3 separate regions of the Mus musculus genome follow, and regions 1 and 3 are each linked to region 2. A link is a contact called in public promoter capture Hi-C data. All regions are on one chromosome and are shown on one strand. Each heading gives the region's core, a stretch centred on a gene start, on an enhancer-like site or on the middle of the called end of the contact. The rest is flanking DNA. Distances are from core to core; before and after follow the strand shown.

Region 1 (2,700 bases), core at 44-2,543, 7.3 Mb before region 2:
TTACCCAATTCCTTGGCTTATGATTCTAAAACCACCACTTTTAGGACTCATCTGTTATGGGATCTACATGTTCAATTCAGAGATGGGGTTTTATGCCTCAGATGTAGTGTGAGTTAGTTCATTAGTCTGGTTTTCTAAAGGACATAAAATTCAGACCAAGGAGAAAGTGGGTGGAGCTCAGTGATGTTTCTCTGATGTTAAAATTAGTCAGTTCAAGCCAGATTCAAGTACATAAAAAACGCAGGTTTGTTGGGCCATCAAGTTCACTGGTCCCAGGGCTGTCAAGATGGCTCAGCGGGTAAGACCACTGACTGCTCTTCTGAAGGTCTGAGTTCAAATCCCAGCAACCACATGGTGGCTCACAACCACCCGTTATGAGATCTGCTGTCTGAAGATGGCTACAGTGTACTTACATATAGTAATAAATAAGTCTTGGGGCTGGACCAGAGCAAGCAGAGGTCCTAAATTCAATTCCCAACAATCACAACCATCTGAACAGCGTACTCATATACATAAACAAATCTTAAAAAAAAAAGTTCATTGACTACTACAGAAGAGTCCAGCCCCTGTGCTGGACAGTCCAGGGTTGGGGGCAGGGTACCAGGTAGGGGCTGAGCAGCGATGCTGAAAGAACCTGGAGGCCAGGTTTGCTATCTATGTAAAATAGCAACACTTCAGTTCCTTGCTGGGATTGTCACCCTTCTCAAGGGAGTGCTTCTCCTTCAGAGCACACTATCAAGGCAAAGAACTTCGCCCATGTAGCCTGTCTTGTCTACCTACCCTCTTGGGTGTGTAAACGCTCCGGTGCTTTGCTAACAGTGTAAATCTGACTTCCTTAAAATGAAATTTCTATAAAACAGCCAAATTCCCATGTTTTTGGCCTATACCAAAAGCCTAGGGCCCCCATAACATACAAAAATTTATTACATAAAACTAGAAATTTCCTTTTAATAGCTGGGGCATGTGATACCGTGAAGTCAGGCGGTCTACAGTGAGGGTCCCTAGACACCTCTATCTTTTACTGTGCCCATCAAGTCCAGTACTGGAAGAGGAAATCCTCCACTTGGGCATGGCCAAAAATGGACGAGTGCTCCTGCTAAAAACGAGATTTCCAAGCACCACAGCTATCCCCAGTCTCGGAGAGGCGGGGTTGGGGTGAACCGGTGGCAGGACTCACCCGGCCGGGGACACTCGCTTCAGGAGACCTGAGTGCAAAGAGGTTTGATCTGGGGCTCACCCCGCCCACGGCTAGCCCCGCCCGCAGCTAGCTCCGCCCACGGCGCGAGGCTCCTCCACATCCGGCGCAGCCCTGCGGGGTTTTGGGCTTTCTACCATGTCGCTGTGCGAGCGAGCTGCTAGCGGGAGCGCTCTGCTCTGGCCTCGCGTGTTGCTCTTCGGGGACTCCATCACGCAGGTACCCGCCGCACCCTCGGCTGCATCCGCGTGCGTGTCGGAGCAGTCCAGGCGCGGTTCTCCCCCACCCCACCGTGCTCCGCGAGCCGGTACGGATCCCGAGCTGCCCGACTCCCCCGGACTCTGGATGGCCCGGTGCGCGTCGGGGTGCACGGGAGCTTAAAGGGTCCGCCTTCGCTTGGTTGCAACCTCCTGCGGGTTCTTCACCGAAGCTACTTTGAACTTTGAACCGACTAGTTCACTCCTCTCTTCCTCAAGCGGCTTAGGTCCAGTACCAAGTGGTTTTTGAAAACAATGCTTTCAACAGCATGAAAAAGTAACCCTATCTGAAAACATATAGTTCCCGATTGAGGAAATTCTTCAAGATGCCTTCCTTCAGGGAGATTAAAAAACAAAACAAAACAAAAAAAGACGCTTCTCCACAATTTACTCGTACGCGGGCTTGGCTTTCCCTAGTAATTGGCAACATTGTTTTTAGATATTGGGCATTAAGTTTTTGTGAGTGGGCGAGATGGCGCAATACTGCTGGAGGATTGCCATGACTGTCAGGGAAATCAATAGAGCATAGGCTTCCTTAGTTTTCAGCTGTGGAGAAATGGGATAACATTATGTCAGCTGACTCAACATAGTTGAGCTTTCTGCTGTTCAGATAACGAATGTCTCTAATGTTAGGTCACAGTAAAACCCTCTCATGTCCAGAGAGTTTCCAAGTGAAGCCACAGTAATTCTCAAAATACCTTCCCAAGCAAGGAAGGCAAGAAAGAAGCCTGGGAGTGTCTAAACGGAGTCTGCATCTAACAGGCCTGGCCCACCACCATGCCATAGTGTATAGCTGTGTGGGTAGTAACAGACTTCTTTCTTCAGTTTTCTTTCCAGCAGGGTGGATGGGGCTCGTTGCTGGCTGACAGACTAGTCAGGTAAGAACAGTTCCTAGATTGTACTTGGCTACTTTCTGGTGGGAAGCATAGTCAGAGTGAATGGTGGAGGCTTTTATCTGCTAGCTTTCCCCTCCTGGATACATGTTAAAGGAAAGGAATTCAGGTTCAACAAAATCGAGTTTCTACCACATGGGAACCAGCAGCACTTGTATTGGCTGCTCTGCCTTCCTGGAACCTTTCAAACCAGCCTGTTAGTGGGTTCCTAACGTTCTGTACCCGTTTGGTTAACGTCTATCGGAAAGTCCATTTTAGATGTACCTTGAGTCACCACTAAAATGTATAGAATTAGACCCTTGTATGGAATTCATATCTCATTGAGGGACATGAGGAGTCTGGGCAGGGTGAGCGT
Region 2 (2,700 bases), core at 138-2,637:
ATGACCTTGACTATTGGTCTCCTTATCCCTGACTCCTCAGTCTGGGATGACAGGCAAGTACCACCACACCCGGTTTCCGAGACACTGGATATATCCATACCCCCTTCTTTTGTTTTTTTTTTTTTTCTTTTTTTTTCTTTCTTACCCCCTTTTTTAAACTTTAGAATATTGTTGGTATTTTGAGGTTTTATTTGAGTTGATAGACATTAATACTTGCTACATAGAAATAAAAAGAAGGGATGAGAGGAAGTTCTGGCAGGGCCTATGCCCAATATATGTGAGACCCTAATTTCAATCTCCAGTGCCAGGATTCATCGTGTAGCCAAGACTGCCCTTGAACTTGCAGTAATCCTCTTGCTGTAGTCTACACAGTACTGGGATAATAGGTTTGAGGCACCATGTCTGGCTTCAAATATTAAAAAACAAACAAACAAACAAAAACTCTGGTGGCGCTGGAGAGATGGCTCACTCATTAAGAATAGTGGCTGCTTTTGCAAAGGCTTGAGTTCCAATCCCAGGGGAGCCAATGCCATTTCCTGACCTCTGTGGGCAGAAAGTATGTCTGTGGCACAAACATAGATGCAAGCGAAACACTCATACACATGAACTAAAGTAATACATAAATAAACAACTGATTTCTAAAGGAAAGAGAAGGGTAGAGTTGCTTTACATTCTACAAACCACACCGACAGCTGGCTGAAGGGCAAACAATCAGAGACAACCATTAAAGGGAAATTTTCCCTTCCCTATTTTTTCTTTATATTTAGAAAAACTTTTCATACTCATGACTTCAAGGAATATACATTTATTACTTTAAAATTGCATCTATGTGTTGGTGTGTGCGTGCATTATCATTGGTGCATATGTGCGAAGGTCAGAGGACAACTTGTGGGAGAGTTGTTAAGCTTGGTGGCAAGTGCCTTCACTTTCAAAGTCGCCTTGGTAGTCCCTAAGGAGTAGATTTTAAAATTTTAGTTGATTTTGGGTTATAAAAACGATTCCCCAGTTTGCAACAGTGACTTGCTTCATTCTATGTAGTCCAGAATTATATGGCCAGAGTGTTGTTATGTATTCATGACATCTTCTCATTCATTGCTGGCAAAGGGGAGGGGAACCCTATTCTGCAGAGTTGGGCATCCTAGAATATGGGATGTAGTTTTACAGGGGCTCATTGTCTTCACATCTATTCCCTCATTCGGCCATCATCCTCTCATTCCTTCTTTCCCCTCTTCCTCTCGCTTCCAAATCAGTTTTGCTGTGCTGGGATTGGACTAGGCACTCGGCAGCTGGGAAACACCTCTGTCTCCAGGCCGAACGTCTCCACCGACGTCTAAGAAACCGAAGACACAATCCTCGGCCCCGCCCCTCTCCGCGACGGGCGCCTCGCGACGTCACCTTCCTGAGCCGGAAGTGTGTCGGCTCGCCGGCGGGAGGCTCGCGGGCAGCAATGTGGGTTGCCGCGCTGGCGTGAGTGATGCGCTGGCTGCTGCCGCTGTCCCGCACAGTGACACTGGCCGTCGTACGCCTGAGGCGAGGCATTTGCGGGCTCGGGATGTTCTATGCGGTGAGGAGAGGCCGCAGGACCGGAGTCTTCCTGAGTTGGTGAGACGGAGCCTGGCGGAGCCCTTTATTCTAAACACCTAACAGCTCGTTTAGCCCTTCCGTGTTGTAGTCAAATCCTCCCAAAGAGAACACATGGTCACCGCAGCCAGAATTTACACAAGGCTTCCCACGTTCTGATCGTTCCTGTGTGTGGGTGTTTTGTTTTTTGACACAGGACCTCATGTAGTCCAGACTGCTGAGCTCATTGGTTTGGGCCACCACGCCCAACTTCCTCGTGTTTTCATCTTTTAAACATTTTTCATACCTACTGGGTGACTTTTCTCGAGCCGATTATGTGCCAAATTGAACTTCTGGTCTTTCTGCCTTCACTAACCAAACGCAGGGATTTCAGATAGGCACCGTTATGCTCAATTTGTGTACTGCAGGTGTTTGAACCCAGGGCTTGTGCATACTAGGCCAGCAGCTGAGCTACATCCTCATCCCCGACTGTTTTTAAGAAGGAAAATCGTGGTGAGATGTGTTGTCACATGTTTGTAATTCCAGCACTGTTGAGGTGGAGGCAGGAGGATCACTACAAGTTAGAGGCCAGCATGGGCTGTGGAAGAGATGAGGGAGGGGGAGAGGTGGAGAGTCTCAAGCCAGAAGCTGGTCTTTGCCTTTGGATCCATGTCGCAGCCCTTGGAGGCAAGATGAAGTTTTCAGTTTCACCGGTACTGTGGCAGTTCCCAGGTCAAATGAGAGGCAGAATCGGGGCTTAAGTCCAGGTTTGGGAGTATATGACAGCTAACTTCTAATATCAAGGTTTGTTGTCCCTGTGACCTGGATGTTTCCCTAGGCACAGCTGAGACAGTACTAAGGAAGAAATATATCCACTGCCAACCCTTTTTCTGTGATTGAGTCTTAAAGATAACAAAATTTTAGTATGTGCTGGAGTTGTGGAAGACCTTGTGGTATTAGTATGCTATTTGGATTGGATGGCATTTAGCAGAATGGGCTGTCAGGTCTTAACATGTAAAATGAAACCAAATTGAGGTGTGACCTTTGTCCCAAGGAATTGACAGCAGATCCCTTTGACTCACCATACAACACCAAACCTATAATCCATGAAAAGTCCTTGTATGTTAAACTTCATTCAGT
Region 3 (2,711 bases), core at 187-2,686, 7.4 Mb before region 2:
AGCGGGTAAGAGCACTGACTGCTCTTCCCGAAGGTCCTGAGTTCAATTCCCAGCAACCACATGGTGGCTCACAACCACCCGTGATGAGGTCTGGCGCCCTCTTCTGGTGCATCTGAAGACAGCTACGGTGTACTTACATATAATAATAAATAAATCTTTAAAAAAAAAAAAGAAGGAGGAGGAGGAGGAGGAGGAGGAAAAGAAGATAACAATGATTTCTTTCAAACACAGATCAGAGCTCAGTATTATTAGGCCGTTGTTCACCGGTGTCCTACTAAGATTTGACTACTAAGATTTGACTAAGGAAGGTCAAATCCCTCCAGCAAGAACCCACCCAGGGCTCTCCAACCACTCTCTCTCAAGCTTGTCTTCAACAATGAGCTACACATCTCTCAGGAACGCAAAGCCACTTTGGTTCTGAGCGGTTCTAAGCTCCTGTATGTTCTTATACTATCTAACTTTCCCTCCCACAGAACTCTCATTTTGTAAGTTCCTTGGCAACTACTTGCCTCGCACAACTTATTTCGGGCCTTTTAAAGAAAGCCTTCCTTGGACTTTCAGGTTGGACTAAAAGACATCAGATCACAGCATTAAAATGTCATCTTCTTCTTTAAACTCCCACTCCCTCAACTAACTAGTGCAAGGCGAGGCTGAATTGGTTCTCAGTAGATAGACAGTATAGCGGAAGAGGACTCGTTACAGGGTTCTGACAATTGCCCTAGGAGGTGATATCCAATAACGTCGCCAAGATGCTCCAGAAACCGCTAGCCCTCACTCTGGCCCATCTGGAGCAGCCGGTCCCTAGGGTCATCGGAGCCTTCCGAGCAGTGAGAACGCCCAGCTGCATTCACGTGAGTCAACCAAGCCAGAGATTCAATAACTTGTCCCACATCACAAAGTTTACTTGGGGACCCCGACAAGATCAGGCTTCCAAAGCTCTGCACACATGCCTCGCACAAGTGAGGATGTAGACAGCTAACTCCAACCCCACCTGGGTGCAGCAACAAGCAGAGGGAGGCCTCAGGGTCTTGCGGAGCCTGGTCCCCGGGGAGGCAGGCGGTAGACCTGTCACGGGAACGCGGGTCCCTCCCTGACCGGGCGCCGAGCTCCTCTTCCTTTCCCCGGTTTGCACTCTGTCGGTGCCTCAGCCTCGGGACGTGGAGGGAATGGGAGGACGGCGGGCTGCGGGGTACTCCCCACACACCCGCACCCTCTGGCCCGGCTGAGGCGAGGCCCGGTTCTCACCTCGCCTCCTCGGCTCGTTCCCCGGTCGCCCCGGTCTCGCGGGGTGTGGGATGGTCCAGCGGCGGCGGCCGGTAGGTTATTCCAGTTCGTATTCCAGCTCCGGCTTTGCCAGTTTTCCTGCCCTGGTCCGCTGGGCCACGCCCCTATCATGCGCAGGCGCAGTCTTTAGGCCGCGCCTCCAGTTCCTTAACCGCACCTCCGGGAACCTAAAGAACCTCGTTCTCGAACCGGAAGTTGGAGGGCCGAATCTAGCTCCGGGAACGCTAGAGCGCCGGAAGTTGTGTGTTGGTGGTGGGGGTTTTTTCTTCTTTGGTTTGCAGTAGCTGTGCTTTGAATTTAGAGACTGCGGCGACGAGTTCGTGGTCCACGCTGCTCCTGAGACTGCCAGGATGTCTGCGATTCCTGCAGAGGAGAGCGACCAGCTGCTGATCCGACCCCTGTAAGGGATGCGCTAGAGAGGGAGCGAGCCCCCCTCCCCGTATGTGTGAGAGCCTGGAGGGACCCCCGCGGAGGCAGCTGCGGGTCCAGCCTCTCAGGTTCAAGGGATTTGGAGAACATTGATCGATGGGCTATCTAGGTTGAATGTCATTTTTCCTTCAGTCTCGGGGAGGGTATTTTGGGGAAAAAAAATCCAGGTCATTGGGTGTTTTCATAAAGAAAGGGTTGCCAATTAACACAAGTCTGGATCTCGTACATCAGAGCAAGCCTTGAGGGAACCGACAGATAGAGGACACTGCAAGGAAGAACTGCATCTGCCTCCTTTCCAGGACCCTACACGTGCTCAGATGGGCGGGGAAATTAAAGACGTGGTGTATGTACTTTGAGAGCTCAGACCTTAGCAGAAGGTAGGAGGAAATTGGAGAGGGGAAAGCTGAGGCGTTTCCGCGAGAAATTAAGAGCTAAATCACCATAAAAGATTGGTTTTAGTGGAAATGGCGTTCTGGAATATTTTGTAGAGAATTGCCTCACACATTTAAAGGTGCAGAACGTACTGGATGAGCGGTGAGACTCATCCAATACACGTGGTTGTTGTTCAGCATGAGACACTATTTGGCACCACATGAATGTGTACATTTTCAAAGGCCGGAAACTATCTCCTTTACCCACTCATAAAGTAAGATTTACTGAGCACTTACCAATGAATGTACCCAAGTGATGCTGTCATCTCCCTATATACACTAAGCAAATATCAAACAAAATCACCAGGCATGGGCTGAGTTCATTGATTTCACGCCTTTGGTGAAATTGTAAAGTGGGGAGTGCTGGAATGAGTTTGTGAAAATAGACAGCTACGTTGGTGTCAGACCTGAAACCCAGTCTTCCTGTTTAATACGGAAGTAGCCTCAATGAACCCACTTCCTCATGTGGAAAAAAGCACTCACTGTGAGGAGTGCTTGCTCTTGGGCAGTGCAGTGATACCAGTGACCGTGCTCAGTGCTCATTTTGACATCTGTTTCAGGAGTATA

Evidence for each region. Promoter capture Hi-C pulls out the DNA fragments that hold promoters and counts their contacts.
Region 1: a promoter capture Hi-C map of pre-B cells shows a contact between it and region 2. The contact joins the promoter of Iah1 here to the promoter of Rnaseh1 in region 2. A contact is called at or near these places in 1 of 39 promoter capture datasets (pre-B cells) and 1 of 484 Hi-C or Micro-C datasets (CD4 T cells).
Region 3: a promoter capture Hi-C map of pre-B cells shows a contact between it and region 2, with 3 times the contacts expected there. The contact joins the promoter of Cpsf3 here to the promoter of Rnaseh1 in region 2. A contact is called at or near these places in 2 of 39 promoter capture datasets (hematopoietic stem and progenitor cells and pre-B cells).

What each region holds. Positions count from the first base shown.
Region 1 is chr12:21,315,099-21,317,798 of GRCm38.p6, forward strand. It overlaps Iah1 (isoamyl acetate-hydrolyzing esterase 1 homolog), which reads left to right and starts at 1,294. Exons shown (of 6, transcript NM_026347.3): 1 at 1,294-1,414; 2 at 2,278-2,330. The coding sequence starts at 1,334.
Region 2 is chr12:28,648,215-28,650,914 of GRCm38.p6, forward strand. It overlaps Rnaseh1 (ribonuclease H1), which reads left to right and starts at 1,388. Exons shown (of 8, transcript NM_011275.3): 1 at 1,388-1,602. The coding sequence starts at 1,475.
Region 3 is chr12:21,284,861-21,287,571 of GRCm38.p6, forward strand. Cpsf3 (cleavage and polyadenylation specificity factor 3) reads left to right here and starts at 1,437. Exons shown (of 18, transcript NM_018813.3): 1 at 1,437-1,684. The coding sequence starts at 1,635. Itgb1bp1 (integrin beta 1 binding protein 1) reads right to left here and starts at 1,424. Exons shown (of 7, transcript NM_008403.5): 1 at 1,246-1,424.